Regions from separate parts of the Mus musculus genome. Here region 1 is linked to region 2. Evidence: chromatin contacts called from public HiChIP or PLAC-seq data. All regions are on one chromosome and are shown on one strand. Each heading gives the region's core, a stretch centred on a gene start, on an enhancer-like site or on the middle of the called end of the contact. The rest is flanking DNA. Distances are from core to core; before and after follow the strand shown. Region 1 holds the start of 4933435C09Rik (a long non-coding RNA gene). Region 2 overlaps Rad51b (RAD51 paralog B).

Region 1 (2,724 bases), core at 218-2,717, 220 kb before region 2:
GCAGCCAATAGGATGCTAGAGGACAGGCTCCTAACCATCTTGGCTCTCCGCAGCAGTCTTCTGCAGACTTCTGCAGAACTGGGGTGTCCCACAAAGAGATGAGGGGCACTTAGCACACAATGCTTTCTTTTCTGGTTTTGGTGGAGAAATCTCTGCTGTCTGATCATGACTCAGAAATTATATAACTTGTTCAGAGAACAAAATGCTAAGTGTTCATTAAGTGAGTTGGGAGACCCAGAAGGTCCAGACACTGTATAGAGCAGGTCCTGGAGCTGCAGGCAGAGATCTAATTGGGGGGAGGCCCTGGAAGGGAGAGAGGATGAGAAGGAGCTTTAACGGAGGAATTTCTGAGACCATCATGGAGTTCCCGTCTTTTCTTTAGTGTCTCCAATCGGCTTCATACAATACAGTCAAGGTATAGTGGATCAACTCCAGGACAGGCAATCACAGTGCAGACCCATCTTACCATCTGGGAGGTGGGACATCTCCATAGGGTGATGGAGAAAGGTCACAGGCAGGGTTGGGACGAGAACTCTTGCCTTGTCTTTCCTCAATATTCTCTTTCTACTTGAAAAGAGAAGGATAAAGTCCTCCAGTGCTGGAGTCAGATGGCTTTAGTGTGTAGCCTGAAAGATTCAGTCTACTGGCCATGTGACTCCTCCACAGTACTAAAGGGAATAGATTTCTCCAATAGAGTGGTCCAGCTTGCCTCTTCCTCTGGGCCCCGGGAATTAGCTCATTAGACTCCTCTTGGGTGTCGAGACAATGGGTTGCCATGGGTACTCTCAGAACAGCACCCAACATGTAATGAGTTCTGTAGGGTGGGGTCATCCCCTTCTTCTCCCTCCAACTCTCCTTCTTTTCCCTTCCCTTCTTCCCCCTCCTCTTGAACCTAGGTCTGGTTAGCTGTGGACATTTGTCTATTTTGCTATAACCCCTGGCAGTTTCAGCGTGTTAGAGGAGTGTGGGAATCGGGCACTGGCCTGTGTCCTGCAGTGAGCCATAAAACAGCGGCAAAGGGAGCGGCCAGTGCAGATAGGCCTAGAGATGAAAGGCAGTGTGTTTTCCTTTCCAGAGTTCGGCTGTGTTCCTGAAGGCCCACAGCTTCCTCTGTCCTGCTGCTGGCTCTCCTTTTTTTTTTTTTTTCTCTTCCCAGTTCCCCTCAGGGATATCTTAAGAGGCAAACTTCCAGCACTAACAGGAGGTCTTTTGTTCTCCTAGTCTCAAAGTGGACTTTAACCCAGTTACTACAGACTGAGTCACAGTAAAAACAAACAAATAATAATACTTGGTTTTTCTTAAAGCCTCTTCCATTCCTGTTGACTGAAAAGGGGGAATCTGACACTTTCTTGGGCCTATGGGGGCTCTTCCCCACCCCAACCTTTTAGAGAGACAGTCTCAGAGAACCTTCCAGAACATTCTGGAGCTAGGCACTATGACTTGTTTTAGACTTTCATCTGATTTTGGGTGGTGTATGGACTCTGAGGAATTTGGGGGTCTCAGCATAGTCCTGGTAGGGCTCATCCTAGTCTGAGGAGCACTTGTTACACTCCTGGTGTGGACACATACTTACTCCTGGACTAGCCTCCCTTATTCACACTTTAGAGTCTTTATATGTGAAACTAGGGGATGAGGACATTCTCTGATTTTATCAAGAGAGACTTTGCGATTGACCCTGCTCTGCTAGAAGACGCTAGGGCAAATTAAGATGCTGTTTATAGCAGTCTGAGTCCATTCACTAAAAGCTTTATGGGCCCTTAGGAGTAGGGTGGGTGTCAGAGGAGAAAACCCCACTTCCTGGCCTCAGAAAGGCACACAGGTAAGCAGGGAAATGCGGAATCTTTTCCTGAGGTAAGATGGGTTTGTGTGAAGGGAAGGGGGTGACTGTTTCCATGGGGAGGGCATAGAAGTTTTTCCTAGGGGATGTAGCAATTGAGAGTGGAGCTGCTCAGGGAATGGAAAGTTGGGTGTTTAGGACAGGTGGAAGGAGCGAGGAAGGGTCCAAGGCATTGGGCTCATCAACAAAATGCTGTCTTAAGTATTTCTCTAAGAAGTTTTGCTTACATGTAAAAAAATATGGTTTTGCTTAAAGGCTCTTCTATTCCTGTTGACTGAAAGGGGGAACCTGACACTGCCTTGGGCCTACGGGACTCTTCTCCACCCCGATCTTTTAGAGACACAGTCTAGGAGAACCTTCCAGAACATGTGGAGCTTGGCACTGTGACTTGTTTTAGACTTTCATCTGATCTTGTTTAAGCAGACCTGGGCCTTCTCTTTTGTAAAAAGAGAAGAGTCTAGAAGAACATGCTACCAGCTTTGGAACTCTGTTCTAAGATGTCCGACTACATGCAACATTAAGACATGCCTGAGGCCACTAGTCCATCAGACACACTGCCCAAGGGTGTAGCCGTGGTTCCCAGTGAAAGGATTCCCATTCCCTAAGAGCTTGTCATCCTTAACTCCCCAGAGTGCAAGGACCTTGGGCAACACACTCATCACTCCCATCATGAAAAGCCAATTCAGGTGCTTGAAAATGCTGGTTCAATTAGCCCCAACTTCTAGGTCTTCTTTCTATGTGCCATCTCCAGAATCCTTGGGTAGATTGATGGTCCTCTGTGTGGCTATGGCTCATTCTTTACATTGTGACTTAAGCTCCATTCTCCAACAGCCCTCCTCCTGGGCTGTGAGCTCCTTAGAGGGAACTATGCTAAAGTACTTTTGTTT
Region 2 (2,700 bases), core at 56-2,555:
TGTAATCTGAAGTCGACCCATCAGCTGCTCACCTTGGGCAGTCTTGGGAATGACTTCAATCTGTTCAGGCTCAGTTTCTGCAGACGCAGTGAAAGGAAATAAAACTGTAATTCATGTAATGTATGTTAAATAGCCCAAAGAGTTGTTTCTGAGCCTTGAAACCTGGGGCTGAGAACATAGCAGAACAGACCAGGACATGCCCGGGCAAGCCCATCGCCTCCCTATCTCCCACCCCTCTGACCTAAGTTAAATGTTACAGGCTGCTGATGTTTAAATGGACCAATCATGTGAAACCGCGCCAATTCCTCCCCCAGCCCCACTCCTTTTCTATAAAAACCCCTAGCTTCCAAGCCTCGTGGTCGAATCCACTGTCTCCTGTTATGTGAGATACGTTTCGACCCGGAGCTCCGCCATTAAAAAACCTCTTGTTGTTACATCAAGGTGTTGTGTTCTATTCGTGATTCTTGGGTGCACGCCGAATTGGGAGCTGAGTGGGGGTTTCCCCACTGAGTTCTTTCAGCAGTACCAAGATGGCATAGCATGCCCTGCACTCACCTGTGCAGGTTCCACAGCCACACTATGCTCCATGAGAAGGTCTGAAACACTGGACAGAATACCCTAAGATGGATGGACAGCTCTTTCTTCCTGAGTAGGGCTATCAGAGTGTGGGCATCTTTCCTTAACACACAGCTGGATCAGGACCTGAGCCCAACTTCTCTGTCTCCTACACAGGCCTCCTTCCTGGGCACTCCCCAGAAGCTCTGGTGTGTTCTGAGGCAGCATACAGGGCTTGCCTTCCTCTCTTCAGTTTTCACATTCCCTTTGCCAGGAATCCCACCCCCTCCCCTCATAGGCCCTTTTAAGCACTTTCTTCAGACTTGGGACTAGGTGAAAAAATGCAAAGGAACGCATTTCTAAATCCCCACCGCCGAGCTCCCTCACCAAAGAAGAGGGCAACTGGAGACCCAGGAGACATCATAGATGCACTGTCCCCAGCACCTGCCAATTCCTGCATATAACTATCTGAAGAATGCTGGGGTCCAGGGAGCAGGAGTGCAGAGAGGGTAACTCAGAGAAGGGAAACACAGTTCTGGTCTCAAAGTGGCAATAAAAATAAAATTAAACCCTCTCTCACACACATAGGATTCTTTATGTCCTCAATTGAAGTTGCCTGAGTACTTCACACTGGAACTATGGGCAAGAGGATTTTCTGAAAAAACAAACCACACACACACCAGACCTTGCTGCTCCCTTGAAGGGGCTTATTTAAGGCAAAACAAGGCCTCCCATCATCCCTGTGAGAGACCATTGTCCCCCTTGTTGCCACAGCGCCCTGTGAGGCTGTGGGAAACAAATGACCTCAGAGGCACTCAGTGTGTGTCACTGCAAAAGAAAAGAGAATCTAGGGGGCTGGAGGGTGGGGGGAAGGGGGCTGCTGGCCAGCAGAGCCCTCCACAGCCCGGTCCTCCAATGATATCCCTCTAGGCACAGCGGGGAGGAAGCTTGTGGGCCCCAGGAGTCTCCATCCCGCCTGTAACGAGATTAGGCTCCACTCCTTAGCAGCTAGGCGTCCTTCTGGACGTCCTGCTGCTCGCCCTGGTCACTCTGGCCTCTAATTGGTCCTCCCCACAAAATGTCTGGTGGTTGCCTGTGTCAGGCACTCTGTTTCATGCATGCCCTGAATCAAGCATAGGCTCTTCTTTTTTTTTTTTTTTTTTTTTTTTTTTTTTTTTTTTTAAAGATTTATTTATTTATTATATGTAAGTACACTATGTAGTTGTCTTCAGACACTCCAGAAGAGGGAGTCAGATCTCGTGATCGGATGGTTGTGAGCCACCATATGGTTGCTGGGATTTGAACTCCTGACCTTCGGAAGAGCAGTCGGGTGCTCTTACCCACTGAGCCATCTCACCAGCCCCAAGCATAGGCTCTTCTAAGGCCAGGCAGAGCAGTTGTGAGCAATGCGAGAGGGTGAGAGGGTTGATTGGGGATCAGGTAGGCGATCTATAAACAAGGGCAATTCAGGGACCAAGAAGATGGGGATGGGGAGATAGAGAGGATAAAGACAGACAAGAAAGGATGTCAGTAAAGCAAAGCTAAATATTCATCAGCCATTAGCTCCGCAGCACAGAGTGCGCAGCTAGCGAAGGCAGTCCATTGTGGCCTTGCTTGCCCTTGGAATGCATTTGGAGAGGTAAGCACATGACCCAGTCAGACCTGTGCCTTCCCATGGACTAGTCTTTGTCATGGGTTCTAACTACCATCCCATTTGTGTTTGTTTCCCTGTGTGTCTGTGAAGCAGGGCCATGCCCGAGATTCCCAGTTCACACCAGGGCACGTAGACACCATGGCCCATGTGCACACAAGTCTTGACTTCAGGACTCTCTCACAGGAGAGTATCCTACTTTCAGGGGTGACACCAGTCCCGGCCCTCCTGGGTGATATCAGTCACGAGGTGAAGGACCAAACTAGGGAAAAGCAGAGCGTGCACAATCAAGGAGGGTAAGCAGGCTGACACCTGAAGATCCTTCTGTTTCTATTCTGGGCTTAATCCAGACCATGCAAAGAAACAAAAATATAATTTTATATATAATAACACATATGTGTTTTATAGGTGGAGTCTTATATGCATGCAATTTCTGTGGACACACATATTGTACAACTTTATCATTTTTCTCAACTACTGAATTGTTTGTATTA

Evidence for each region. HiChIP or PLAC-seq counts read pairs in DNA pulled down with a chosen protein or histone mark.
Region 1: a contact with region 2 is called in an H3K27ac HiChIP or PLAC-seq map of epiblast stem cells, with 4 times the contacts expected there. The contact joins the promoter of 4933435C09Rik here to the enhancer-like site in region 2. A contact is called at or near these places in 2 of 484 Hi-C or Micro-C datasets (the MNK3 cell line and cerebral cortex), 3 of 115 datasets of contacts at active chromatin or transcription factors (embryonic basal ganglia, epiblast stem cells and heart atrium) and 1 of 9 other capture datasets (liver).

Annotation. Positions count from the first base shown.
Region 1 is chr12:79,935,282-79,938,005 of GRCm38.p6, reverse strand. It overlaps 4933435C09Rik (a long non-coding RNA gene), which reads right to left and starts at 1,467. Exons shown (of 3, transcript XR_381736.3): 1 at 467-1,467. 9430078K24Rik (RIKEN cDNA 9430078K24 gene) reads left to right here and starts at 1,742. Exons shown (of 4, transcript NR_131074.1): 1 at 1,742-1,819.
Region 2 is chr12:79,718,061-79,720,760 of GRCm38.p6, reverse strand. The region is part of intron 8 of Rad51b (RAD51 paralog B); the gene reads right to left. Among named protein-coding and RNA genes, the nearest start is that of Gm36048, 80 kb to the left of the region's middle. Within about 2 kb of position 1,305, at least 71 of the 459 cell types and tissues checked have an H3K27ac peak or open chromatin away from gene starts, as enhancers often do. A contact at or near this core is called in cerebral cortex, embryonic basal ganglia and epiblast stem cells, where this site is marked.